Regions from separate parts of the Sus scrofa genome. Here all the other regions are linked to region 4. A link is a contact called in public Hi-C and HiChIP or PLAC-seq data. All regions are on one chromosome and are shown on one strand. Each heading gives the region's core, a stretch centred on a gene start, on an enhancer-like site or on the middle of the called end of the contact. The rest is flanking DNA. Distances are from core to core; before and after follow the strand shown. Region 1 has its middle 88 kb from the start of TOMM20. Region 2 has its middle 220 kb from the start of IRF2BP2. Region 3 has its middle 180 kb from the start of IRF2BP2. Region 4 has its middle 23 kb from the start of TARBP1. Region 5 has its middle 200 kb from the start of TOMM20.

Region 1 (5,933 bases), core at 1,569-4,068, 450 kb after region 4:
CTAAAAAAATGCCACCAAGATGGTTGAACAACACTAACTTGAGACAGGAAACCAAAGGACTGGAAATCCAGCTGCCCCTGGTTTATTCATGTTTATGCCTAAAGAGTTACCCTTTGGCTTCAGCACACTTCACTCACAGAAGGCTGCCATGTGCCTGAACACCTAGCCCTGGATGTGAGAAGCTTCCCATGGCGCTGACCAGCGAGGGTTTCTCCAGGAGGACACCTGAGGCTGGTCTCGGAGTTGTGGGAAACGATGGGATGGAAAGAGAGGCAGGGACCGCATCCCAGAGGGAGACGGGATGAAACAGAACAAAGGAAGAGAAGCACCAGACCCAAACCCAGACCCCACACACAGGCCAGGACACGGCTTGGGTCGTCTGGGAAGCAGTTCCCAGACAGAAACCTCAGTGCGATGAATCAGTTTCCTTGGACGCCGAGAGGATAAAGAGTCCGCTGTAGAGACAGCGTATTTATCCAAGGAAAGGCTGTGAGAACTGGCCCTGGGGGACGGGGGAGACGTGGAGTATGTGGTGGGGAAAAGCCACCAGGAATCCCCAGTCTAGACACTGAGCCCATAACGTCCAGGGAGGAGCAAACTATCCAAAAGAAAGGGCATATTTGAGAGAAGCCAGTTGAACCTGGCTCCAAAGTGGCTGGTTGTGATACCAGAGTCAGACTTTGCAGGCAAGTGTTTAAAAATCATAGAGAGGGGAAAAATAGAGATGAATTCAAGACAGATATGAATAGGAGCAGATATTAATAGGAGTCTTTTTTCCATCCTGTAAATCAAATTCCATTGCAAACAGTGCCATAAAAAATTGTCTGCAGGAGTTCCTGTTGTGGCTCTGAGAGTTAAGAAACCAACGAGTATCCATGAGGAAGTGGGTTGGATCCCTGGCCTCACTCAGTGGGTTAAGGATCCAGCATTGCCATGACCTGTGGTGTAGGCAAGAAACATGTTTTTGTTTGGGTTTTTTTTTTTTTTTTTTTTTTTATCTTTTTAGGGCCGAACCCACAGTATATGGAGATTCACAGGTTAAGGGTCTAATTGGAGCTACAGCTGCCAGCCTGCACCCCAGCCACAGCAACACAGGATCTGCGCTGCACCTGCATCCTACACCTCATGGTTCCTAGTTGGATGCATTTCCTCTGAGCCACGACACAGATTTATTAGGATAGGACGCTTGTGATAGATGCAAGTGGGCAGGCAAGGAAGCTCTGTCAGAGGATCTGGTGGGCCACAGTTTTATCATCCAAGAGATGTGGGAGTTAGAAAGGCCTGACTTCTTCCTTTCTTTTCTTTTGTCTTTTTGCCTTTTCTGGGGCTGCTCCTGTGGCATATGGAGGTTCCCAGGCTAGAGGTGTAATCGGAGCTGTAGCCTCCGGCCTACACCACAGCCACAGCAACGCAGGATCTGAGCCACATCTGCGACCTACACCACAGCTCACAGAGACGCCGGATCCTTAACCCACTGAGCAAGGGCAGGGCTCGAATCCGCAACCTCATGTTTCCTAGTCGGATTCGTTAACCACTGAGCCATGACGGGAACTCCCCTTTCTAGGAGTAGTAGCTCCTCCTTTGTATTCAGTAAGGTGTGTATTCAAATCAGCTGAAAGGCAGTCTTCAAACTCTTGCCTTTGGTCTGAATCTCAGTGCCGGCCTCATCCCATCCCCCATGCAAGGACCTGAGGCAATTCTCCTCTTGCACCTCCACTAGTTAAGCAAGCCTGTCTTATTCTGAAGACTTTCTTGAACTTATAGTGGTCTCCCAACATCCCCCAGGTTTCCCTCATTATCTATGATCCTGTATTGGGACTTCTACAACCACCTATGCCTACTCTAGCCCTATCAGGACTGGGGACCCCCAAGCAAGGGTGGGAGGAGGTGTCCTCACTCCTGTTCTTGGGGGTCAGACAGGCACCCTGGAGACCCACCCCAAGCCAGGGACAGATGGGAGTGGACGCCACCATCGCCATCATCATTATCCCATTTTTTACTGGTAAGTCGTTAAGGTTCAAAGAACTTAAAGGATTGCCAGGATCTCACAGCTGGTGAGGGAAAACACCACTTACGCTGACTCTAGGGCCCTGATTATTTTATTGTACCATTGTCCTGCTCCAAGGATAAATAGCCCCAACCACTGCGTCCACTCGTCCCATGAGGGAGGCCCTGTGTACTTACACCCCATGCCCCACTGCCCCGGCCCCTCAGATCTGCCCGGGGGACCTGCCTTGGAACAGGTCAGCTTGCTCCCCACATCGCTCCAGCAGAACAAGCAGCATCCCTTTGAATGCCCTTGGCCTCTTCTCAACACTGTTTCCTCTGTCCCTGTCCCAGGCCCGCTTTATAAGGTGAGAGACCTCTTTTGCATAATGCAGCCCTTTTAATACTAAAAAAAAAAAAAAAAAAAAAAAAAAAAAAAAATCAACCCTTTACTTGGAAAGGGTCCCAAACAGACACAGCTTATACAGAGTTCCCCGGAAGCCGGGAGTGTTTCCGCTCAGCCCCAGCTGCAGTCACCCGAGGACGTGCTTTGGCCGAGAGGGGCTATTTTGTGACCAGAGAGAAGAGGCCTCTTCTGTCCGATGCCTGGGAAAGTAGCAGCTGGGCTGTGCTCCTCTGTCCAGGAAACCAGCGAACAACTCAGAGAAAATTCCTGAGAAAAGCCGCAAAGATGATTAATGAGCTAGAAAAGAGAGCGATGGCCTTGGGGGGGCACCCCAAGGGGGCAGAGCTGGATGCATCCTGGGCATGTGACAGGGAGCGGGGTCCCCAAAGAGAAAGGAATATTCAGCTGGGCTGCAGGGAGTGATGGGAATGAGATGGAGAGAAGAGGAAGATGTCAGCGGAATATCAGGGACAAATGCCTCACGCAGGGCACGCGGTGGGGAGGGAAAGTGATTACTTTGGCTGCATCGGGGAAGGTCAGGAAGGAAAGTCAGTCAGGCTGGCAAAGCCACACAGAGCTGGTGAGCCCAGGGCCCCTAAGAGGTACAGCAGGGTATGGCAGCCCCCATGGGGAATCCTTCGAAGCTCTGGGCAGAAAGGCTGGTCAGGAGGCCCCACAGCAGCTCCCACACCACCCGTCCCCGGACATGCCTGGAGCCAGCTTCCCTCCAAGGCCCAGTGCTCCTGCAGCCCCCACCCTAAGTGTCATTGCTATTTCAGGGCTCACCGCCCTCCCCAGCCAGGAGACCAGAAAAGTCTCCTTTCTTGGGTTGCTGAAGTCACTGGAACCCATTAGTGACTAGTGAAGTTTCAGCCTTCATCGTGCTGCGTGACCCCCAAACAAGTGAGGAGGTTTGTTCTGAATCTCCTTAGAGGAAGAAGGCAGAGATGCAAACACAGCCTTTGCGCCTATTGTCCCAGGGTTCGCACCAGCCCTGGCCTCTGTTCTTCTGTGGAAACGGCCAAGGCCAGAGGGCTCTTTGGGGCCTTGCAGCAAAAGGGCAGGAGGGGTGGCCCAGAGGCTGCAGCCACAGAGGGAGGCTGCTGTTAAATCAGGCAGACTGACTTGTGGCCACCCGCTGGATCCGGGTGCAGGGTCAAATTTGCAGAAGCCTCTGACCCCAGACACCCTGCTCTCTCCTCCGCAACCATTCTCTGGAATTACCTGCCCTGGACAGAACCCCAGCTCTGGCCCTCTCATTCCCCACTGCACCCTCTTTCCCTCTGTGCCACTCTCTCCCCTCTCTCTTCCCCTCCCCTTCCCCCTCCCCCCCCTCCCACTTCCTCTCCCCTCCTCCTTTTTCCTCCTCCCCCACCCTTCTCCATCACTTCCCCTCCCCTCTGCCACCCCATTCCCCTCTCCTTCTCCCTCACTTCTGAAAGCCAGTAGGCAACAGCAGGAAGGGATTTTTATTTCTACCCACACCAAACTTTCACACTTAACAGTATCCTTACATCAAGAAATCCTTCCTGGAACTCCCATCGGAAACCTTAGTGCTGGCCTCTCAGGGATTCTGTTGCCATCCCTCTGTCCCTCTGGGGAGATGTGCTTGGTCCCAGTGATGATGCCCAAAGCTTCGGGACCCCCTCACACCACCGCCTCCACCTGGCTCTTTAGAAGCCACTTCAGGAGTTCCTGTTGTGGCTCAGCGGAAACGAATACGACCCTTATCCATGAGGATGTGGGTTCAACCCCTGTCCTCTCTCAGTGGGTTAAGGATCTGGCATTGCTATGAGCTGTGGTGTAGGTCGCTGTGGTGTAGGACAGCGGCTACAGCTCCATTTCAACCCTTAGCCCGGGAACTTCTGTATGCCACAGGTGCAGCTGTAAAAAGAAAAAAAGAAATAAAAATGGAAATAAATACAAATACTGGACCCATGGCCAGCCCAGCCCACCCCTCCTGCCTTCTCCTCAGCCTCCTCCCTGCAAACCATACCCCTCCCGAATTGCCCTCCAGCCCCACCTGTCCTTCTCCATCAGGGCTCCACTGACCTCCCCCTGCTGAGAGAAGGGGCCAGACACCTTTGCATTCTCGCCATGTCCTGGACTGGCCATGGCCATAGCCCATGTCACAGTGGGTCATGTCACCAGCTTACATGCCTGTCTTCCCCACGAGGTCTTGGGGTTAAGACCAAGTACTTAGCACATAGTTGGTGCTCAATACATATCTATAAGGAAAAACAAGCTTTTGGGGAGATCAAAGAAATCATTTTGTATAATGCCCATTGATTATTTTATATGAATTGCAGGAAAATGAATCCACTAATGACTAACTTGAATTTCAAAATACATTTTTTCAGGGGAGATCTATTTGTTATAACCAACTCCAAAAAAGGGCTATTCCAAAGTCTATTTGATTGCAGCCCTGATATACTATTCCTCTAATTTCTTATTCAACTGATACAGCTTAAAAATAATACTAATGGGGAGTTCCTGTCGTGGCTCAGAGGAAACATATCCGACTAGTATCCATGAAGACGCGGATTCCATCCCTGGCCTCACTCAGTGGGATAAAGATCCAGCGTTGCTGTGAGCTGTGGTGTAGGTCGCAGATATGGCTCGGATTCCACGTTGCTGTGGCTCTGGCTTAGGCCGGTGGCTACAGCTCTGATTAGACCCCTAGCCTGGGAACTTCTGTATGCTACAGGTGTGGCCCTAAAAAGCAAACATACATACATACATATATACATAAATAATCATTTGTGATGGGTGTACTAAAAATTAAATTGATCACATTAGATTTTACCCTATTTTGTTACTAATATTCTCAGCAATTATTTTAAAAGGAAATAGTAAGCATGTGACAAACATCATATGATATTACTCATCTGTAGAATCTTTTAAAAAATGATACAAATGAACTTCTTTACAAAACAGAAACAGACTCACAGATTTCAAAAACCAACCAGGGAGTTCCCGTTGTGGCACTGTGGAAAATGAACCCGGCTAGTATCCATGAGGATGCAAGTTCAATCCCTGGCCTTGCTCATTGCGGTGAGCTGTGGTATAGGTCGAAGCTGCTGCTCGCAGCAGTGGCTGTGGCTGGCAGCTATAGCTCCAATTCGACCCCTAGCCCAGGAACTTCCATATGCTGCTAATGCAGCCCTAAAAAGCAAATTAAAAAAAAAAAAAAAAAAAAAAAAACCAACCAATGGTGACTAAAGGGGAAAGATAAAGGGAGGGATAAACTAGGAGTTTGGGATGAACAGATACACACCACTATGTATAAAATAATCAACAAAGACCTACTATATAGTACAGGGAACGCCACTTAATATTCCGTAATAACCTATCTGGAAAAAAAATGGATATATGTATATGTATAACTGATTGACTTTGCTATACACTTGAAACTAATGCAACTTGGTAAATCAACCATATTCAAATATAAAATAAAAATTAAAGGATTTCCCACTGTGGCACAGAGGGTTAAGGATCTGCATTTTTCCCATCTTCCCCACAAGGGGCAGGTTCAATCCCC
Region 2 (5,447 bases), core at 1,857-4,356, 320 kb after region 4:
TTTGTGGCTGCCTTCTTCTAATTGCCGAAATACCCATTTTGGATACTTTCCTAAATATTCTTTAAATTAAAGAGTTTCTGAAAATAACTACAAACAATGAGTTCATTCATATAGCGTGATACCCAACTAACATACTGGAAAACAACTGCATTTATAAATGCAAATAGCAACCAGGTAGAGGATATGGTGATAAAAATGCCATCCCCATCAAGGGATTTTTTACAATGGCAACGCAATAAAACACCTGCAAATAAAATGAAGATTTGTGCAAAATGCCTAAGGGAAATACCTTCTAAAAATGCAATAGAAGAGTAGAACCAATGGAAACATGAACTACTTTCTGAGAAAGGAAGCTTCATGCTCACATTGATTCTCCTTGATTTATAAATTTAGTGTCATCTCAGTAGAAATGTCAACTTTTTAAACCAAGTAATCTGATTCTAAAGTTCAGATGTCAAATGAAGCAAGCAAGAATACCTAGAAAAAGAAAAAGAGAAGCAAGGACCGTGGGGGAAAACAAGAAGAAATGGGTGAGAGGAGGCAGCTAAGCTACATAGCAAAGCATATCAGGAAGTCTTGGTAATGACAACGTAGTGCTGGCTGAGGGACCGGCAGCGCAACCAGTGGGATAAGCTAGAAAATACAGAAATAGACCCAATTCTAATCAGAAATGGAATAAATTACAAAGGTGATGTATCTATTCATTGGGGAATGGGTCAGTAAATATCAGAACATTGCAAAAGAGTAAGTTTGATTTGTATTTCATCACAGCGTCAACTCCTCATGGATCAAAGATAGAAATATTTAAAAAATGAAACCATAAAAGTAGTAGAAGAAAATTTACTCTTGGAGTATGGAAAGCCTTTCTTTTTCCCAGAATTCATACTGCCAAAAAGAGATTACTGTATTCTATCACCTAAAAAATTTATTTTCACTTAGACACACACACACACCCCATAGGCAAAATCAAAAGACAGTTGTGGGGTAAATAGCTGCAACTCCTATCACAGAGAGCCAGTCTTCCCTTAACATAGAAAGAGCTCTCAGGAGTTCCTACAGTGGCTCAGGGGTTAACGAACCTCACTAGTAACCATGAGGTTGCAGGTTTGATCCCTGGCTTCGCTCAGTGGGTTAAGGATCCAGCTTGCCATGAACTATGGTGTAGGTTGCAGACGTGCCTCGGGTCCCATGTTGCTGTGGCTGCGGCATAGGTCCAATTGGACCCCTAGCCTGGGAACCCCCATGTGCCGAGGGTGCGGCCCTAAAAAGACAAAAGACAAAAATAAATAAATAAACTAATAGAAAAAGCTCTCAGATATCACTAAGGAAAAAGGATCAAGCCAATAATACAATTTTTGTTCCTATGGGCAAAGGATATGCAGAAGCAAGACATAAAAAGGGAAATGCAAATGGCGCTGTAAAGAACTGAATGACAGGACCTGCTATATAGCAAAGGAACTCGACCTAATATTCTCTAATAATCTATGTGGGAAAAGACTCTGAAAGAGAGTGGATGTGGGTATGTGTACAACTAAATCATTTTGTTGTACAGCAGAAATGATCACAAGCTTGTACATCAACTACACCTCAATAAAACTTTAAAAAAATGAAAAAACAAACCAAAAAATTTTTAAAGACTGTATCTTCTACAATTTGCTTAATTAATGAAACTCAACATGGATAAAATAAACTACATGGATTTTTGGGGGTTTTTAAAAAAGAGAACTGAATGAGGCTCATTCTCACTTTGAAATAAGAGACATGCAAGTTAAAACTGCAATGAAATGCCTACGTGGCAAGGCTGTGGAGAAGGAGGGTCTTTAATTGACTGCTAGCGGTTGTGTATGTTGCATCATCCCATTGAGGATAACTGGAAAACCTTATAAATATTATAAACACACTTACCATTTGACCCAGCAATCATCCTTGCCAGGATTTCTCCTACAGATGTACCAGACTTAACAGGAAGTGTTCTGGGTGGCACTGTTTGTAGCAGGAAAAGATTCAAAGCAACCTTAGGGTCCATGGATAGGAGACTAGTTAAAGAAATTTATGGTATGTCCATAAGTAGGATACTATAAAGCTGTAAAAATGAGTAAAGACACATTTTACGCCCCAATTTGAAAGATCTCCAAGATATACAACTAGGTAAGAAAAGCAAAGTCCAAAACAGTTTGTATAGAATGCTAACTTTTGTCAGCCTTGCCAACAATGATCCTATTTCATGGTCATTTCAATTTGCATTTCTCCTAACAGAAGTGAGATTGAGGGAGACTTCGTTGTGGCACAGTGGTTAATGAATCCGACTAGGAACCATGAGGTTGCGGGTTTGATCCTTGGCCTTGCTCAGTGCATTACGGATCTGGTGTGGCCGTGAGCTGTGGTGTAGGTCATCCACTCGGCTGGGATCCCGTGTTGCTGTGGTTGTGATGTAGGCTGGCGGCTATAGCTCTGATTAGCCTAGGAACCTCCATATGCCGTGGGTGCAGCCCTCAAAAAAAAGACAAGGACAAAAAAAAGTGAGATTGAACATCCATTCTTTTATGAACCATGTGCATTTTATTTTCTGTGGAAGAAAAAGGAAAAAATATTTTTTTAATATATAAATACACACATCTGCTCATGTTTGTTAAAGAGGCTCAAGAAACCAATATAAGGGTTCACTTGGGTTGGGATTGATGGGAGCAAGGGTAGAAGCCAGACTTTTTTTTATAGGTTTTGTTTATGAACTAAGAAAATGAATCATCTGTCCCCAAACAAAAGTAAACTACATTCAGCTTTCCCCACCAATGCCTCAGGCTCCTGTGGAACCTATTGTTTTTTGCCCTTGCCAAGTATTTTTCAAAGGCAATATTTGACTTTGGAGGGATGAGACAAGGTCAAGTATGAACAGTGGAGGAGGCTGGATGGACTCTCCTGTCTCTTTGTAAACTGAAGTCAGCAGAAGAGCTGCTATTTTTTCAACAAGAGCAGCCCGTGCCTGCTGTGGCGCTGACATGGCCACTGAATCAGAGCATTGAGACTCGGCTTCGAGACCAGGCAGTTCCTGCAAGCAGCTGAAGGAGAAGGCTCCCAAGCACAGAATGTTCCCTGTCTAGCCTTCAAGGCCACAGCTGGGCCCAGACCCAGCCCGACTTACATCATATCATGATGACATGTGCGACTGCGCTCATGTTTGATTTGGTTATTGGCACTTCTCTCGGAGCGCCTGTCACCCCATTTACAGCATCCTCCCAGCCCAAGGGGCACCCCACCACAGCTCTGCTTTCCCTTCCCTGGCAGAAGAGCCAGTACGGGCCAGGGCTCTGAGATGACACATCTGACACACGTGGAAAGAAAAAAGCCAACTGGAGTCTCTGAAGCCTCCTGTCCCCGTGGGCTGAGCACTCGCAGCTTCTTCTCCCTTTGATGCATCTGATTTTATGAACTCAGAGCACAACATGTTGGAAGCTAGCGGAGCAGCTGCCCCAGAAAAGAAGGTGCTTTTTCTGCTCCAGTGGACTTTAAGGAAAAGACTGAGCAGGGTGGGGTCCCAGGAGGGGACAGATGTCAGTCTTTCCACCGAGAGTCCAGTTCCCACCAGCCTGAACTCTGTCCATATAAACCCGCTGATCTGGTTTAGGGAGGCTCCTGTTCCTGAGCTGGGGAAGGTGCAGCTGTTCTGTTACTGATGGATGTTGGAACAGACTTATCTTCTGCCTGGGGCTGCCAGGACCCAGTGATGCACTGGCCAGAAGCAGGGGGCACCGAGGAGTTCTGGAGGCAGGGGCCACAGTCAACTTCCATTGGCCTGGGTGCCAAGCCGAGCCCTGGCCCTCTGGCCCCCTCCCTGACCCTGCTGCCCGAGACCAAGTCCAGGATCCCTCTGGGTCCAGAACCACAGCCAGTTTCTACCAGGCCACTCTCCCCCCTCCCCCTAATTAAAAACTGCAGAAGGAAGGATGCATCAGGCCTGGTTCATGAGCTCCAGTGACTGAGCAAAGGATGTTGGGTGCCCTGGAGCAAAGACTTGTCCACTCCTCAGAGGGGCGTGTTTTTTTGTTTTTTGTTTGTTTTTCTGTTTTGTTTGCTTTTTAGGGCCACACCTGCAGCATATGGAGATTCCCAGATTAGGGGTCAAACTGGAGCTGCAGCTGCCAGACTACACCACAGCCACAGCAATGCAGGATCCTAGCCACGTCTGTGACCTACACCACATCTTAGGGCAACACCGGATCCTTAATGCACTGAGCGAGGCCAGGGATCGACTTCATAGATACTAGTCAGGTGTGCTACTGCTGAGCCACAATGGGAATTCCCATGGTGTTTTTTTTTTCTACTCCCCGCAAAAGTGATCTGGGTACAAAGCACCCCATTAGTCAAGGCCAGTACGCCATTGCTGTCCAGAAAGGCCAGACCACATACCAGAGGTCGAAGGAAAGCCAGCCAAGGACAGAGCCTTCCTCCACCCAGCCCAGGCAGGGCAATAGCAGAATGGCAGCCTCCAAAGGACTTCTCCAAGCCTGGACCAGGGACCAAAGAGCTGCACCTCTCCAGGGGAGCTCCTCGACTCCCACCCCCACCTCTACCTGGCCCCCAGGACAAGCAGTTCATCTCTGCCCCAGGCACCAGGATGGGCCTTGAGCCACAGTGACATCCTTCTTCATAACTAGACATCCCTCCCACTACTGCAGACCCTCCACCCCTAGGGGGTCTGGATCCCTCTGGCACAAGAAGGATCACTGCAGATTTGTAGACGTCTGATGAGCCTGTGAGCCCCGTCCTTCAGAGCAATAGTCCAAAAGCTCCTCCAGCCTGTCCTCCTTTGTCATGATGTAAAACCTTCCACCAGGAGTTCCCGCTGTGGCTCAGCAGCTTCAGAACAGGACCTAGTTTCCATGAGGATGCAGGTTCAATCCCTGGCCTCACCAGTGGGGTTAAGGATCTGGTGTTACCACGAGCTTCGGCATAAGTGGCAGACGAGGCTTGGATCTGGCGTTGCTGTGGCTGTGGTATAGACCAGCAGCTGCAGCTCCGATTCAACCCCTAGCCTGGGAACTTTCATATGCCGAAGGCGTGGCCCTGAAAAGATAAAGAAAAAAAGAAAGAAAGAATGAAAGAAAGAAAGAAAGAAAGAAAGAAAGAAAGAAAGAAAGAAAGAAAGAAAGGAAGGAAGGAAGGAAGGAAGGAAGGAAGGAAGGAAGGAAGGAAGGAAAGAAAGAAAGAAAGAAAGAAAGAAAGAAAGAAAGAAAGAAAGCCCTCCATGCACTTTGTCACTCCCATGTTCCCACCCGGGTTTGCCTGGATCCCTCTGAAAGAGTGAGCCCCGACGTGTGACCCCCTCCCCGGGCTTCTCAGAACAGAGCAGAAGACAAGGAACCATGGCCTCTCAGTCATTCATTTACTCAACCCCTATCCTTCCAAATGCTAGGTCACGGGGCTCTTCCCTTAGTGTAGTCGGCAATGGT
Region 3 (5,155 bases), core at 1,289-3,788, 280 kb after region 4:
ATTTTAAATGCTCACACTCTCAATAAAATAAGAATTTCTAAAAATGCCTTTCAAAGAGTACCCGGCAGGTCTAAAGGCCAGCCTTAGTTGGCCTTTCCTTCATGTGCTGATAACTGACACCAAAGCATTGTGACTTAGACTGATCAGTTTCTGCCCCTCACAATGGAAAAATAAAAAAAAAACAGATTTTGAGTTTGGCTCAGCCGGTTAAGAACTTGATACAGTGTCCATAATGATGCAGGTTCAATCCCTGGCCTCAGTCAGTGCGTTAAGGATCCGGTGTTGCCATGGGTTGTGGTGATGGTTGCAGATGCGGTTTGGATCTGGCATTGCTGTGGCTCTGGCGTAGGCCGGCAGCTACAGCTCCGATTAGACCCCTAGCCTGGGAACCTCCATATGCCGAGGGTGTGACCCTAAAAAAATAAAAGAAAAAAGAAAACTGGATTCTTGCCTGCTCCTCCCTTCAGGGCAGCTCACCAACCTCAGGCTGAGCACACACACGTTCACATGCTGTCTGCCAGGGACACTGGGCACAGAGACCAGAGGAGAGCAGGGCTCAGGGACAGCCGAGCAGGCTGAGAACACCCATGAGGCAAGGATGGCTGTGTAGCCAGGGGCCTTCCTGTGGGGATGCCGCCAGGATAGGAGGTCCCAGGCCTGGATCCAGGACTGTGGCTAGAAGTTCTGAGGGCAGGAAGGGAGCTGTAGGTACAGAGCCTGCAACCACCCGCTGTCAGGGACCCCCAGAATATTAGGAAGCACGGAAGGAACCGTCCCCAGTGGAACAGGCAAGAGCGTAGCAGTCCAACCCCAATACAATGCGAACTAATGTGCTGCATCTTTCAGTAGCCGCATTAAAGGAAGTGGACAGAAAGGTAACATTCTTCTTAATAGCATATTTTACTTAATCCACTCTTCCTTAAATATGAGCATTTCAACATGTGTGATACTTCCCGTTCTTTTTTTTTAACAAAGTCCTCGAAATCCAGTGTGACTTACCCCCACCCAGCATGTCTCAGTTTGAAGCAGTCCCATTTTCACCACTCCTGAGCCACATGCCCGGGTGGCTACCATATATGGCTGCACAAATCTAGGGGTGGGTGTGTGTGTAGAAGGAATCGTAACTTCTGCTCTGACTCTCTGAGTCCAAAAGACAAGTCAGACCTGCTTAAAGGGGGAGGGCGGGGGATGAAGAGGGAGAGAGGGTCATCCAGCATCTTGGTGAGGCCAGCGCGGCATGCCAGGCACTAAGTGCATGAAGGAGAGGCACCAGCTCCTCTCCCGCATCCCCAAGGGTGTCTGCGCAAACAGTGTCAAGACGACACAGAGCACCGAGGAAGGTTTGCTAAATGTTGCCAAGCACCTGGACACCAGATCACAAGGGCGACCCAGAAAACAGGCAAGTGCACCTGTGGTGGAGCGCTTGGCATCGAGCCCGGGACGGAGGTCACCCCAGGTCACGGCTGGAGGCGGGGAGCCAGGCAGCAAGGCTGCCTAATGTGGAAATGTTTGGATCGGAGCAGGGCAGGCGCTGCGGGCAGCGGGGAGGAGGCCAGGGCGGCGGGGTCCAGAGCGCAGCGCTGACAGTAACCAGGCGCGCAGAGGACCATGTGGTCCACAGCGCCAGCGCTGGCCAAAACCCGGGCTGCCTCTTTCCTAATAAGTCTGGCAGCGCCTGCGTCCTCTCAGCAGACCAGACTCTCCCTTGCTGCCGGGTCTTATTTAAGAAGAAGGAGCGGGGTGCCACCAGGGAGAAAAGCAAGCCAAACCCAGCAAGGATGGAGGGGAGCCCTCCTTTCTCCCGGCCTCCCCACTCCACAGCAGATCAGCTTTGCAAATGAACGAAGGGGTTGCTTTCTCCACGAGGACTGACTCTCTAGCCCTGGGGCACACATCGCATCCCAGATGGTGAGCCACAGGTCTCCAGCCCTTCCCTCTGGGGTGAGGAGGGGGCCCCCTAAAGCATCCCGCCCCATCCCTTCCCCTCCTCCTCCAGCTCCTTCCAGGAAAGAAAGGCACCGCCCACCTAACTTCAGAAGAAGGTTCCCCCCTTCCAGCCTCTGGGTCTGGCTGGGGCTGCACACTTGCTAGTTGTCTGCCGGCCCCACACAAGGGAGGGCAGGATTACAACACGTGTGTGTTTGGGTCAGGAGCACTTTTGAACTATGGCTCCGAGAAAGAACAGCCTGTACAGCCATTGAGTCTCCCAGCAACAAAGAATGTACAACAGAGAATGATTAGCCCTCACTGGCAAAACAATTTTTTTTTTTTTTAAAAAAGAGGTGCCGCTTGGTCTCTTTATAGGGTCCTGGAGTTAGGGTGTCTGGACTGAAGAGTGCTCTCCCTGCCTGGCTGGGAGAACCAGCGTCACTCGCTCCTCAGGGGTTTATGACCTTGGCTTACTAATAAGCCCTTGTAACACGATTACAGTCGGGGTTTTGCAAGCTTCGGGACCCAGGTGTGGTTGAAGGTCAGCTGCCTCGGGACAGGGGGCTCTCCTGCCGTTGGGAAAAGGTTACAAAGAATGATTTTCCTGCTCGAGGGCTTGTAGATGATTAACAGGTTTCTTTCTGTTAACCAGAGAGTTAATCGTTAGTCAAAGCACACTTTGATAATGGGGGCGGAGGGGAGAAAATGAATACGTCAACCATTAATCGAGGGACATGCCATAAAAGTTAGGATGGAAAACACACCGTTTGGGAGAGGAATTCATGCACTGGCCTGCTGGAGAAGAAGGAGGTAAAGGATCAAGTGAGGCCATGAAGTTCATGCATACTTAGAGCAGGGAGTTTTTTTTTTTTTTAAATCCTTTTCCTTGTTACATTGCTTGGAGGAAGCAGGGTAGGGATAACGAAATAACAAACACGGGAACATTACAAATAAAGCCAGTTTTATTGGCTTTTTGCTCCAGCCTCCCACAGTTGAGCCTGTCCTCTGTATGATTCTTTCCTTGGGCATTTTGCGGGGAGGAGAGGAGCCCAGGGACTCACGATCAGAAAAGCCAAGGGGGTCCAAGGAACTCAGGCTGAGAGGCATGAGGCCACACCAGCCCCTCCCCCGGGGTCACCCTGGCCAGTGCCCCCGTCCCTGACCCCAGTCGTCCTGCTGGGGCCCAGGGTGGCCTTGCTGGGCAGAGAGGTTGCCTGTTCGCTGCCCTGGAAAAAAGCAGCATTAGCCTCAGTTTCTTATGGCCTGATTGTGACACCAGGTCCTGGTGCCCAGGAGAGCTTTCCCCCAAGGCCCAGCCCAGGAAACAAGAGGATGCAGGGGGCAAAATTCCTGTTTTGCGCAGACAACTCCCAGATACACCACCTCCACCACTAGAAACATTTCTGGGTGCAGGACACAAGCATGTGTATTTTTTTTTTTTTCTTTTTGCTTCTCAGGACCACACCCTTGGCATATAGAGGTTCCCAGGCTCTCCCAGGCTAGGGTCGAATCAGAACTACAACTGCCGGCCTACGCCACAGCCATAGCAATGCAGAATCTGAGCTGCATCTGCAACCTACACCACAACTCCTGGCAACGCTGGATCCTTAAACAGGAATCGAACCCACAACCTCATGGTTCCTAGTCAGATTTGTTAACCACTGAGCCACAGTGGGAACTCCAACATGTGTATTTTTTTTTTTTTAAGGCTAATTCTCTCGAGTAGCCAGGGATGAATTGCCGCCACCAAGAAAACTAGCTGGGGAAACGTGAGCTGGGGGGCAGAACGCTCTGGGAAAGGTGCGCTCAGACTTGGTGGCCCAAGAGGATGACGGCAAAGATGAAGAGTGTGCGATAAACATGGATGGTCAAGAGGTTATGGACAACGTTGGAGCAATGCTGTGGGGGCCACACTAGAGAGACCCTCCTGCTCCCTGACACTTAGAAAGACCCAGGAGACAGTATAGATGCCTTTGGACCTGTTGTGGTCTGTGCACACGGGTCACAAAATAATTTCTGGACTCGTATCGGGGTGAAAAGAAAGAAGAGTTTATTGAGCATGGCGAGGGGAGAGAAAGTAGAGTTTATTGAGATAAGAGATGCTGCAAGCAAAGCAGGCTGACTTGCTGATGATCGGGGAGAACCAATCCTTGAACGTGTGGTCATGTCTGTTTTAATAGCCCAGGGAGAGGAGATGTCTCAGGATATATCTGCTGACCTGCTGATTGGTTGGGGAAAGAGGGGAGTCTTAGGATACGCTTGCTGGTTGGTTGGGAGCATGTAAGGTCCTATAGGGGTGGGGCGAGGAGTGGGCCATATACCTTTCCTAGTAGGGGCAAGAAGGAGTAGACCTGGTTGCTCAAGGTGGGGGAGGGAGCACTACAATGAGACAGGAGGGGTGATGATAAGGGTCTGGCAATTCCTGTCTTGGCCAGACGCTTGGAGTTCTATCTCCCTAAAGGGAACTTGAAGCCCAACAGGATCCACCCCCTCCATCTGGCTTGAGGAGGGACACTGACCAGGGAAAGCTGACCTCAGAAAGGCATGTCCCAAGAGCATGTGACTGTGGCCATTTGTATGGTAACTCGCTGACTTATACGGGCAGAGAGAGATGGCTTCTCTCCTGAGCCGTGTTCTCAACTTGTTCTGAACCCCTCCAATTTTCCATCTGTTAAATGGAATGATAACTCTTGACGTCTGCTTGCCTCACTTGGACACTATGAATAGAAAAATTTTCCCCAAGTGCTTTGGGCTCACACGAAAAGGAACTAGCTAAGCATCTCTGCACTCGCCAGATTTTCCTGGACACCAATCAACTTAAATGGATAATAATAAATTCCTCTGCCTGTCTTTGTTGAGAGAGTAAAAGAGAAAGAATCCCTCAAGACCTCGGGTCTCGAATATTCTGCTCTCTAAAACCTCTTTCAAGAAAAGGGTCTGAGGACCAGGTCTGAGAGATGGCAAGAGCTGTCTCTAGAATATTTTGGTTTTAAAAATCACCTTCCCTGGAGTTCCCATTGTGGTTCAGCAGAAACAAATCCGACGTAGCCATGAGGATATGGGTTCAATCCCTGGCTTTGTTCAGTGGGTTAAGGATCTGACGTTGCCATGAGCTGTGGTGTAGGTTGCAGATGTGGCTTGGATCTGGCGTTGCTACGGCTATAGCATAGGCCAGCAGCTGCAGCTCCGAATCGACTCCTAGACTAGAAACTTCCATATGCTGCAG
Region 4 (5,989 bases), core at 1,377-3,876:
GTGCTCCAGACCAAAGTGGGCCAACTTTTTCTCTCAAGGGCCAAACAGTAAATATTTTAGGTTGCAAGCCACGTGGCCTTTGTTACAACTCCTCAGCTCTACTGTTGAACAAGAAAGTAACCCTAGAGAATGAATGAGGGTGGCTTTGTGCTAATAAAACTTTATTTATAAAGCCAAGTGGCGGGCCTGTTCTAAAGAAAGCAGTTTCCCCCTGAAGCACAAATTTCTCTAACAGATTTACAAATAAGATACTCTTATGAGTTGAATTGTTTCTCCTCAAGATTCCCATGTCAGAATGGGACTGTATTTGGAGATGGAGTTTTTAAAGAGCAGATTAAAATGAGGTCATTAGGATGGACCTTCGTCCAATACAATGGTGGCCCCATAAGAAAAGGAGATTTGGGAGTTCCCATGGTGGCTCAGTGGTAACGAATCTGGCTAGTATCTGTGAGGATGCAGGTTGGATCCCTGGCCTCTCTCAGTGGGTTATGGATTCATTCAGCATTGTTGTGAGCTGTGGTGTAGGTTGCGGACTCGGCTTGGATCCTGCGTTGCTATGGCTGTGGTGTAGCCTGCAGCTTCAGCTCCAATTTGACCCTTAGCTTGGGAACCTCCGTATGCCCTAAAAAGCCAAAAATAAAATAAATAAAAAATTTTAAAAAAAGAAAGAAACGGGGATTTGAACACAGACACACAAAGAGGAAGGACCACGTGAACATATAGGGAGAAGAGAAGCCAGGGAGAGGAGCCTCCGAAGAAATTGTGAGAAAATACATCCTGGCTGTTTATGTCACCGGTGTGTGATGCTTTGTTATGGCAGCCAAAACACAATCACCACAAATGTCTTTCACTTTTGAAAAGATGGCTATTTAATCATGGGTCAAGGGAGTACGATAGATCAATATCTCACTAAAGTCACTTTGTCAAGTGTGCTTACTTCAAGAAGCACTTGAAAGTGGGGGTGGAGGAAAGGTTTCGACGTTGAACGACTTTGGAAACTATAACAAACCCTCGTTCCTTCTTAATACCCTCTATAATCTCGGTATGTCAAAGCGCTTGAGAGGTCCCACAGTAACACCTGTCTTAACTGGCTGGGTGTGACTCGGTTTCGAAAACTTGGAGGGACTTTTTTTTTTTTTTTAAGATAGAATTCTGAATAGGTAAGTCAGTATTCTTGGAATATGCTTTGGGAACACTCGTGTGAGCCGAAAATGAAGCAGCTGTTCTGAGAATGTGCAGATGCCATGAAGCAACCTTGAAAGAGCGTAGGATTCAGAAGGCTGGAGAAGAGAACCTAAGAGGTTTCCAGGCTCTCATGCCCAAACCTGTGCCATCATGACCTGGACAGGAGGACATAGGAGGCTGGTTGGGGCTGGAGCTAAGGGCTCCTGGTGCTGTCCCAGAGGACCATCATTACCTCCGAGGAGAGCCCGAGTCCTCGAATTTCCTATTGCAGAATAAGGAGCGGAATTTAGAAAAGCTGGCTCTTGGTGTCTTCCTTTCAGACCCCCCGGTGATCAGTCCCCTCCTCAGCAGAACAGAAAGCTCACAATAGAATGTAAAATGGTGCAGCCACTATGGAAAACCGTGTGGAGGTTCCCAAAAAACTAAACATAGAGTCGCTGTATGATCCAGTAATCCCACTCCTGGGCATCTATCTGGACAAAACTATGATTTGAAAAGATAATGCACCCCTATATTCATAGCAGCGCTATTCTCAGTAGCCAAGACTTGGAAGCAACCTAAATGTCCATCAGCAGAGGACACATATCTACAATGGAATATGACTCAGCCATAAAAAAGAAGGAAAGAATGCCTTTTGTAGCAACATGGATGGATATAAAGATTATCATACTTTGTGAAGTTAGACAGTGAAAAAACAAATATCATATAATATAACTTTTATGTGGAATATAAAATATCACACAAATGAATTTATCTATGAAACAGAAACCGACCCACAGACATAGAGAATCAACTTGTGGTTGCCAAGGGGAAGGAGGGCTGAGGGAGGGATGGAGTAGGAGAGTGGGGTTAGCAGATGCAAACTATTCTAGATAGAATGGATAAACAAGGTCCTGCTGTACAGCGTGGGGAACTAGGTTCAATATCCTGTGATCAAACACAATGAAAAAGAATATATATGTATAACTGAATCACTGTGCTGAACAGCAGAAATTAACACAACATTGTGAATCATCTACACTCCAATAAAATAAATTAAGCAATGAGATCCTGCTGTATAGCATAGGGAACTATACATAGTCACTTATGATGGAACATCATGGAGGATAATATGAGAAAAAGAATATATATATATGGATGACTGGATCTCTTTGTTGTACAATAGAAATGGACAGAACACTGTAAACCAATCATAATGGAAAAAATAAAAATCATTAAAAAGTAAATAAAAAGATTAAAAAAAAAAAAAAAAAAAAAGCAGCTCCAGAATACTAGCCTATTAAATTCTGCAAATCAATGGAGTCAAAGGCCGGAGAGAGCGCGCAATATCAGCTTCAGGCCACCAGATGGCGCGCGGCATCCACAGTGCTTCTGCGCCGGCCTCTGGTTGGTCCCCGCGCTGGCCCAGGGCCCAGAGAAAACGTGTTGTGCGGCTCCTCTTAGGGGAGCGCCCTGTACGGGTTTTTTTCCCCTTACACTTTAGAAAACCTGTGTATAGAAGAGCATGTGAAACACCACACTGCACAGCTGTGCTCTTCCTGTGCTGTCCTTCCAGGGGACACGTCAGCAGCATTTTCCCCTTGTCTGGAGAGTTTCAAAGCCCAGTTTCTTCTTGCATTTTTGTTCTCCCTGGATCTTGAAGTCTGTAGGACTTAGCTTCCATTTTGAAACCCACAATCCTGCTGAAATAGAATCGCTTGGAAAAAAATATCCCAAGGATTGTTTATTAGGTCAGGCAACCACATTTCTGGCACGGAAAGGAACTCTGCAGACACTTTGTTACTCTGGTATTCTGACAGCTAACACAGTGGGGTGTAAAATTTTTACGTAATCCCAAACCTCAGCCCTGAAGAGTTAATGATGTTACTCATGCCACTGGGGCATGAAAGAAAGACTCGCATTTTTGGGCGGTTACTGCTTGCCCAGCGTGGTGCAGTGAGCCATGAGGCTGAAGGCCAAGGGACTCTGGCCACCCAGGCAGTGAAATAATTCCCCAGAAATGCACTGCCTGGAGTGGAAATGCTAGGAAAGGGAACATTCATTCCAGGGCATTATGGACGGTCATTCAGTCTGAAGTTTGCTCGCCTCTCAACATGGCCAATCTCACACTTGGGACATATTACATAGATACCAGGAAATGATGGAAATCAAGCAGTGGTCAAGGCTGGGTTGTAAGCAGTGAACTCTTTCCTTCTTTTCAGTTCCAATAAGATGAATAATGAATAACCTAGTTTTTGAATGGAAAGCACATTTCAATAGATGGGTGATGCTTTCAGAAAGGCCTTTGAGAGTTTCCGTTTATTTCCTTCTTTCTTTCTCTTTCAGAAGTAGGGCCCTGGAGTGGAAGACAGAAGCGATATTCCAATAGTTGAGGGCCTACATTTTTTACCCATTCAGAGACTTGTGTGAATAAAGAAAAGCAGACTCTAATATCTACCTTGGCACCTACTATTTGCTAGGCCTTCTGTTGTATGTTTTAAAAGTACTTTATTATTTCATCTTCCTGACAATTTAGTGGTTGGCACTGGCCCAGGTTTTCAGATGAGAAACCTCAGTTCAGAGAGGTTAAGGAGCTTGCCTGAAGTCACACAGCCAGTAAATGTGAGAACTAGGAGACAGACCCAGTTATGCCTGACTTCAAAGCCTGGTTTGTTCTCTTTCACCAAGGCATGTCATGGACTCACAGAACCTTCGAGACGAGAGGGATTTGGGAATTTATTTATTTATTTATTTATTTATTTATTTATTTTTGGCCGCCACCCCCCCCCCCCCCCCCGCATGTGAAAGCTCCCTGGCCAGGGATTGAACCCACATCACAGCAGCAACCCAAGCAGCTGCAGTGACAATGCCAGGTCCTTAACCCACTGAGCCATAGAGGAACTCCTAGGAGGTCATTTAGATAAACCGTCTAAATAAGGCAGGAATTCCTTTTCCAGCATTCTCCATAAGTTGTAAGTCTATGTGTGTCTGAAATCAAAAGCTGAAGCCTAGAGAGAAATAAGAGCAAGACTTCAGAAGACAGATGGAGGGCCTAGATAAATATCCTAGATTTTGTTTCAATTTTATTTAAAAATTCAACAACACACACACACACAAGATGGCTGTAGTAGTCTCAGGTGTGAGTGCTATAATTAAAAGAGATTCAGAGGAATTCAAAACACCTTCCCATACCAGAAATGTACATTCTGGTAAAAAGCCCCCTCTCAGTGCTGGGGAAAGTGAACCACAGGGAGGGAGGGTAGGTGACGGGCCTCAGGCCACACAACAAGTCGGTGGCCAGGCTAGAAATAGCCCTGAACGCTGTGTGTCCCGGCTGTCCCTGGGTGCTGCTCTCCTTGCCACCTCACACTTAGTCCCTTGTCATGACTAGCTGTGTGTGAATTTGGTAAGGAAACCCAAAACCGGGTTTCAGTTTTCATTACATACCGGAAACTTGGCCTCAGATCACTAAAAAGCTCACCGTGGTTTGTGAGCCTCGCAAGCAGATGGAGCCAGGTTCCTGCCATGCGCCTGCCCTGCCGAGGCCAGCAGGGATTTGTGGGTCTGAGCGGGAACCACGTACAATTCCGTAGCCTCGGCAGGGCCGGGTCCCAGGTGCAGGCCGGCCTGGGGTGACACTGGGAGGATAGGAGCCTGGGCAGATCTCAGCCACTGTGGGGGACAGAGCAGAAGGGGACAGATGATATAAGAGGTGGGCATATTCATTTGCAAAAGAAGTTATGGAAGTTGCTGGTGAGATTTATCTTGGTAATTAAGTGATAATGGCTGTATAAAGCTGCTTGAGATGGAATCCCTGTAAAATACTGACAGGACGGAGGTCCTTTTGAGAAATTGTCTTATTGTTTTCAGAAGCAATTTGGGTTTCTACAGTACTATATACCCGCTAACTAGGAACGCCTCAAAGAGTCCTCGTTAGGCAGGGCCCCGGGCCGGCCCATCAGTGCAGATCCCAAAGATCGACCATCTCTAAGTCGCCTGTATTAGCTCACTCCACTATTCCTGCCCCCGGCCCTCAGAGGAAGGACACAAAGTTGTGGGGGTTTTTTTGTTTGTTTGTTTGTTTTTGTTTTTTTTTTAGGGCCGCACCTGCAGCATACGGAGGTTCCCAGGCTAGGGGTCACATTGGAGCTACAGCTGCCAGCCTACACCACAGCCACAGCAATGCCAGATCCAAGCCGTGTCTTCAATCTACACCACAGGTCACGGCACCACCAGATCCTTAACCCATTGAGCCAGGCCAGGGATCGAACCTGTGTCTTCATGGATCCTAGTCAGGTTTGTTAACCACTGAGCCACAGAGAGAACTCCCAATGAAAATGTTCTTTTAATGGCATGGAAAAGTAGGGAGTGTTTTGTTTTGTCTTAAACCATTAAGATCCTCTGTACAACCAGCTTGAAATAACCAGTTTAGTGAAGGGGAATTAGGGGAATTTTGAAGTGACCAGGCTCAAGGAGCATCCAAAGATCTTGCAAGAATTCAAGTTCAAACTACTGTGTAAAACGGAGGTGGCTCTCTCCGCTTGCCGGCTGGCAATGGTGGCCCAAATATCCATCAGGCTGGGGAAAAGGAATAAGGGAGAAAAATATTCTCTAAATATTCTCTGGAGTTCCATTGTGGCTCAGTGGGTTAAGGACATGACATTGTCTCTGTGAGGATTCAGGTTCAATCCCTGGCCTCGCTCAGTGGGTTAAGGATCAGGTGTTGCCTCAAGCTGCCATGTAGGTCACAGATGCAGTTGGATCCGATGTTGCCTTGGCCGTGGTGTAGGCTGGCAGCTGCAGCTCCGATTCGACTCCTGGCCTA
Region 5 (5,148 bases), core at 2,503-5,002, 340 kb after region 4:
CTAGAAACCATGAGGTTGCAGGTTCGATCCCTGGCCTTGCTCAGTGGGTTAAGGATCCGGCATTGCCGTGAGCTGTGGTGTGGGTCGGAGACTCGGCTCCAATCCTGCATTGCTGTGGCTGACGTAGGCCAGTGCTACAGCTCTGATTAGACCCTTAGCCTGGGAATCTCCATATGCCGAGGGAAGTGGCCCTAGAAAAGGCAAAAAAGGCAAAAGAAAAAAAAAAAAAAGCACTCAGTCCAAACAACCCCTTTATTCTGGGAAGGAGGAAATTCAGGCCCAGGAAGGTCAATGACCTTCTCAAGGTCATAGAGCTGGTATTCAAGTTTATCGCCTCTCTCCTCTTCCAAACTCCAGGCCATGGCCTTCCTCCTCTGGGAGTAAGAAAAGCCAGCTCTTCTTGTCTTGACATGTCCTCTGAGGATAGAAGCAGACATGCTCGGCCAGGGAGTCCTGTGGCCCTGGCTGCCAGGTTCTACCCTTGGAGGACCAGGACCGAAGGGGTGGGACAGCAGTGAGAAGCAGGGTGGGGAAGGGGTGTCAGGGGGGGCTCCCTGGGAAGTGGTTTCAGATGGGGGTGGTCCATGCTGGAGGAGGCTTAATACAACGAAGAGTCACACACCCAGAGCAGAGGCCGCCACTGATCACAAACAGGTGACAATGGCACCGTTCCATTTATACGGATGTCACAAACAGGCAAACCTGACTGGGGGGATCATCAGCAGAAACGTGGCTGCCTTAGGGTGAGTTGAGGCACTGTTCCCTGGAAAGGAGTATGACGAAGCCTCCTAGGATGAGGAAAATCTTCCCCGTCTTGATCTGGGAGGTGGTTACATGGTGGAGGCAAATGTCAGGCCACTTGAAAGGGAGCTGGGGCATCGGCGAGGGCCAGGGCTCATGATTTTCAAGGATCCTGCAGGACACTCTCACTCCACTCCGATGACCTCTGCCCATGCTGGCCTCTCCCTGTGGTTCTCTGGGGACTCTGGTTCTGCTGCTCCCCTGGGGAGAAGCCTCTCTCTGCCCCCCTCAGAGCCCACACACATGTGGCCCCAGGCGACACCTCCAGATCCCTCCCCTCCCCTCGTTCTGTCCCTTCCCCAAACCTTCCCTGGAGCCACAGTCTGCCCCCTCTTGGGTCTCCTCTCAGCGTTTTGGAGTTTCCCCAGCTCTGCATCCTTCTCTGTTCCCAGCTTTGGACTCCACACCACAGACGAGCCCACCCTGCAGCAACCCAGATCCCTTATATGCCCTGGGCTCCTAAGCCCCAGCTCTGACCTGAGGGCCCAAGGTGAGGCTCCTCCAGGCTGGCCCGACACTTTCTCCCAGGGATCCTCGGGGGTGTCCCTAGGAGAGCTTGTACACCCAGTGCCAGAGCTACACACAAAGCCCCTGTGTAGACACATTTACTCAAACTTAAAATTACATGCCATTCTCACTTCCCAAATTCTGCATCGAAACCAGTTGGTCAAATGTCATTGTCCTCAAGGGAAAGCCATGAACGCTCTGGCTCAATAGGCTGACACAAGTGAACACAGATTCAAAGAATTCAGCCTGAAGGTTGCTTGGTTTGGGCACCTGACTATGATCAAGGGTCCATCTGTGAAGAAGTGGAAATGGAAGGGTTTTCGAAGAACAAATACGGCAGCAGTAGTACATCCAGATTCCAAGAAGGAGCACCAGCCCAGTGACAGCAGTCCCTCCAGATTGGCTGCCCCCAGGACCTCACGGGGTGAGACAGGCCCCTTCTCTGAGCACCCCGCAGGCAGTGCGCCTCTGTTCCACGGGCTCCATCCGTCCTCACTCGAACCTCATGAGGGCGACTTAAATTCCCATTCACCAGATAGGAAAACTGAGGTCACACAGCTAGTGAGGGGTTGAGAACTGTGTTCTAGGAACAGGTGATGCAGCGGAGATTGGTGGAATGTATGGTCCTGCCCTCGTGGAATGCAGGGGAGACAATTAGATAAGCAATTCCAATGCAGTGTGGTCAGACCCAGGAGCCTGGAGCTAAGGGAAGACTTCCTGGAGGAAGCAACATTTAAGCCAGGATGACTAGAGTGAGGGTCATCTCAGCTCCTCTTATAGCGCCTCCCCGCCAGGCCTCCCAAACTGCACTTTCCCCAGTCATTTTTGTCATCTGTCACAGAGAAATGATAATATGCATCAGAGATGAGTCACAGGCAGGGGGTTGAGGAGTTCGACACACCCGGGCTCACCTCTGGGTCCCCCCTTCCAGAGTGGGTGGGCAGGAGGCTCACCCCAAGGCTCGTGGCTTGCTTTTCACTTGGAAAGTGCTTTATGATTTCTAATCACTTTCGCATATGTTTTTTTCATTGGAGTCTCACAAACTGGGGGCAGGTGTTATTAACCCCATTATTGGTGGGAAAAACGAGACATGAAATGACCTCAGCAGGGCACAGGGTGAGTCAGCTTCAAGGCTGGGTGTGCAGGTCCGTGACACGACATCGAGAGCTCAAAATAGGCCAGTTGCATGTTGCCCGGTTTTAGAAGAAAACTGATGATAGAGAAGAATACTCCTTCCTGGAAGAGGAATTCTTCAATTTCTCTTAAATGCCTCCAGATTCCTCCTAGCTTCCTATTTCCCTGGTTCACTAAAATCTATCTGCTGGCCACACCTACCGCTCTGATTCTGAGAAACCTCGAGAAGCTTCTCCACAGTGAAAAGATTGCTTTTCCCCAACACAGCGAAAACCCTGGAAATGGTGCAGGCAGCACTTCAGGAAGACACAGTGACAGACCCTGGAAACATTTGACTCCCATCGAAGGAAGCAATTGCAGATTCAGGATACACACCAGACTCTTCCACAGCTGCATCAACAAGCACCATCGGGGAAAAAGTCAAAACAGCCCAGAAGGCTCTGGCTGCGGATCCCAGGTACCTACATCAGCCAAGCCCTGGAAGGAAGCCACTTCCAATGTTCGTGTTAAAACAATGCTGCAATATTTTTTGGTTTCCACTGAATAATAGCTGTCAACAACTCAGGAAGGCTGTGGTTTGTTCCAGGTCTTTCTTCTTTGCAAATGTTCTTTTCTAAACATGATATTGCTCTTTTCAGCAAGGCCAAAATAAAGGCACGCACAATTACTCCAAAGGGGTAAATATTTCCGCGTTATGTTCAAGCCTTTGTTCTGTTTCTACATCTGAGAGGTCAAAGGTCCTGTATGGAGCAGACACAGTCCTTAAGTGCATGGTGGAAGGAGGGGCTTATAGGCTTCTATGATCTTCTAGAAGCCTCCATGGGTCTTTACAAAAGTCTTGGGTGGAGTTCCCATTGTGGCTCAGGGGTAATGAACCCAACTAGTATCCATGAGGCCTCCAGGTGATCCCTGGCCTCACTCAGTGGGTTAAGGATCCGGCGTTGTCGTGAGCTGTGGTGTAGGTCGCAGACATGGCTCGGATCCCATGTTGCTGTGGCTCTGGTGTAGGCCGGTGGCTACAGCTCCGATTCCACCCCCAGCCTGGGAACCTCCATATGCTGCAGGTACAGCCCTAAAAAGACAAGAAAAATAAATAAATCAAAGGTTTGACAAGTTTATTGGGCTGTTCTGTTAATATTTAAGAGTCGCCCATTCCATTCTTTTTGCCTAATTCCCATCTCCGCGTTCAAAGCGCCTGATTTGCTGAGGGCCCTCAGGAATTACAAACAGCCCCCCTCGGCCAGGCCTGGGTCTGAGCCGTCAGCCTCGGCAGAGTCGCTCTGCACCAACGCCTTTCTGTTGCAGAGCCCGTGAAACTCTCTGGACATTGTCTCTCACGTCCTTTCATCTGGACAACACGCTCCACCCCAAAGTGACCTGACCTATGAGATCACAGTAAAAAGTCAAGAAGTAGTTCTTAGAACTCTTTGCTCAGCGGGCCAAAGCTCCCAGCGGTGTCAGTCAGTGATCCAGACAAACATGTCACAGAGGAAACGGCGGCCAGGCTCGGCGCCTTGAGTCAGCTCCTCGGCTGGCTGACAGGCTGGACGATGGTTCAAGGGTCCAGCTGTGGGCACATGTCCCTCACCTGGGGTCCAGAAGGACTGCCGTATGGAAATCACCATGGGGTATGTTGTGAGATACGGTGAAACCAGAAACCCAAACATTGCTGGAAGGATTTCTCCTTTCTAGTCGTGAAAACTTTTCATCTTTCATCCATTAACATTTTGGAACACTTACGTCAAAGTTCTTTTTCCATGAATGAGATATATTATCTTTCCAATGCTTTGCCCAGAGGCAAACCCCAAAATAACAACTTCAGCTCAGGGACCATGTGCCAGACATGGTGGATCTCTTGTCATCTCCCCAATAGCTCTGCAAGGACTCTTATCGCCACTGAAGATAAAAGGGAACTGAGGCTCAGGGAGGTTCCCTAAGTCACAGAGCTAATGAGTGGCAGAGCCAAAAGCAAAGCCAGATTGGCCTCACTCTGAAATCACGGTACCTTCAAAAAGAGAGGTGAAATGTCAAAGACTCACACTGATGCCAAGTTCATTTAAAACGCCAAGTACCTGGATATTTGCAAAATTCTGGGCAGTTGTTTGAAGTGTTTTGCTCTCAGAACAGAGGCCATTCCAGTCTCTAAACACTTCATGCTTCTTGTGGAGTGACTGGCACCCAGTAGGCCCTCAGGAAGGGCAGCTGCTCATAGACCTCAAAGTCAAGTGCCATGTGTTGCCTGGATGCGCCCTCCTTCAATAATTCTGTGAGCAGGCTGACAACAAACCACATGAAAGCAAGCTCACATTCTTTGGAAGACGGCTGGTCAGAACACGGCAACACCAAGGCATCAGGTTTCCCCACCATCACAGCCTCCATATGGTACTCAGAACGCTGTCTGGGCTCAGGCGCAGTGCTGGCCTGGCTGCCCTGGTGGCACGGTACGCGGAATTCATTCCTGGAGCATATCTGGTCATCAGGGAGCCCCTCTTCACCAGGCTCTGGCTGGATCTTCCACAAGATCCAAGATGAGAGAAGCTTTACTTGGCCTGGCAGGGAATAGAAAGGCTCAGGGTCCGTCTGCACTCTTCCGATGCCCAGGGAATGGAGAACAGCCCTCCTTGGGGTGGGAGGCGTGTGTGTGTGTGTGTGTGTGTGTGTGTGTGTGTGGTGTGTGTGTGTGTTTTGGGGATGAAAAGCAAGGCC

What was found. A called contact is a pair of places that touch in the nucleus more often than the background predicts. HiChIP or PLAC-seq counts read pairs in DNA pulled down with a chosen protein or histone mark.
Region 1: a contact with region 4 is called in an H3K27ac HiChIP or PLAC-seq map of skeletal muscle. The contact joins two enhancer-like sites. A contact is called at or near these places in 1 of 47 Hi-C or Micro-C datasets (embryonic fibroblasts) and 1 of 2 datasets of contacts at active chromatin or transcription factors (skeletal muscle).
Region 2: a Hi-C map of skeletal muscle shows a contact between it and region 4, with 5 times the contacts expected there. The contact joins two enhancer-like sites. A contact is called at or near these places in 4 of 47 Hi-C or Micro-C datasets (alveolar macrophages, embryonic fibroblasts, retroperitoneal adipose tissue and 1 more) and 2 of 2 datasets of contacts at active chromatin or transcription factors (alveolar macrophages and skeletal muscle).
Region 3: a contact with region 4 is called in an H3K27ac HiChIP or PLAC-seq map of skeletal muscle. The contact joins two enhancer-like sites. A contact is called at or near these places in 11 of 47 Hi-C or Micro-C datasets (alveolar macrophages, embryonic fibroblasts, fetal heart ventricle and 6 more) and 1 of 2 datasets of contacts at active chromatin or transcription factors (skeletal muscle).
Region 5: a contact with region 4 is called in an H3K27ac HiChIP or PLAC-seq map of skeletal muscle, with 6 times the contacts expected there. The contact joins two enhancer-like sites. A contact is called at or near these places in 2 of 47 Hi-C or Micro-C datasets (alveolar macrophages and embryonic fibroblasts) and 2 of 2 datasets of contacts at active chromatin or transcription factors (alveolar macrophages and skeletal muscle).

What each region holds. Positions count from the first base shown.
Region 1 is chr14:56,197,941-56,203,873 of Sscrofa11.1, reverse strand. No RefSeq gene overlaps it. Among named protein-coding and RNA genes, the nearest start is that of TOMM20, 88 kb to the right of the region's middle. Within about 2 kb of position 2,818, at least 11 of the 83 cell types and tissues checked have an H3K27ac peak or open chromatin away from gene starts, as enhancers often do. A contact at or near this core is called in skeletal muscle, where this site is marked.
Region 2 is chr14:56,327,125-56,332,571 of Sscrofa11.1, reverse strand. No RefSeq gene overlaps it. Among named protein-coding and RNA genes, the nearest start is that of IRF2BP2, 220 kb to the left of the region's middle. Within about 2 kb of position 3,106, at least 10 of the 83 cell types and tissues checked have an H3K27ac peak or open chromatin away from gene starts, as enhancers often do. A contact at or near this core is called in skeletal muscle, where this site is marked.
Region 3 is chr14:56,361,689-56,366,843 of Sscrofa11.1, reverse strand. No RefSeq gene overlaps it. Among named protein-coding and RNA genes, the nearest start is that of IRF2BP2, 180 kb to the left of the region's middle. Within about 2 kb of position 2,538, at least 60 of the 83 cell types and tissues checked have an H3K27ac peak or open chromatin away from gene starts, as enhancers often do. A contact at or near this core is called in alveolar macrophages, fetal liver, liver and 3 more, where this site is marked.
Region 4 is chr14:56,643,863-56,649,851 of Sscrofa11.1, reverse strand. No RefSeq gene overlaps it. Among named protein-coding and RNA genes, the nearest start is that of TARBP1, 23 kb to the left of the region's middle. Within about 2 kb of position 2,626, at least 49 of the 83 cell types and tissues checked have an H3K27ac peak or open chromatin away from gene starts, as enhancers often do. A contact at or near this core is called in alveolar macrophages, fetal liver, liver and 3 more, where this site is marked.
Region 5 is chr14:56,306,180-56,311,327 of Sscrofa11.1, reverse strand. No RefSeq gene overlaps it. Among named protein-coding and RNA genes, the nearest start is that of TOMM20, 200 kb to the right of the region's middle. Within about 2 kb of position 3,752, at least 22 of the 83 cell types and tissues checked have an H3K27ac peak or open chromatin away from gene starts, as enhancers often do. A contact at or near this core is called in alveolar macrophages and skeletal muscle, where this site is marked.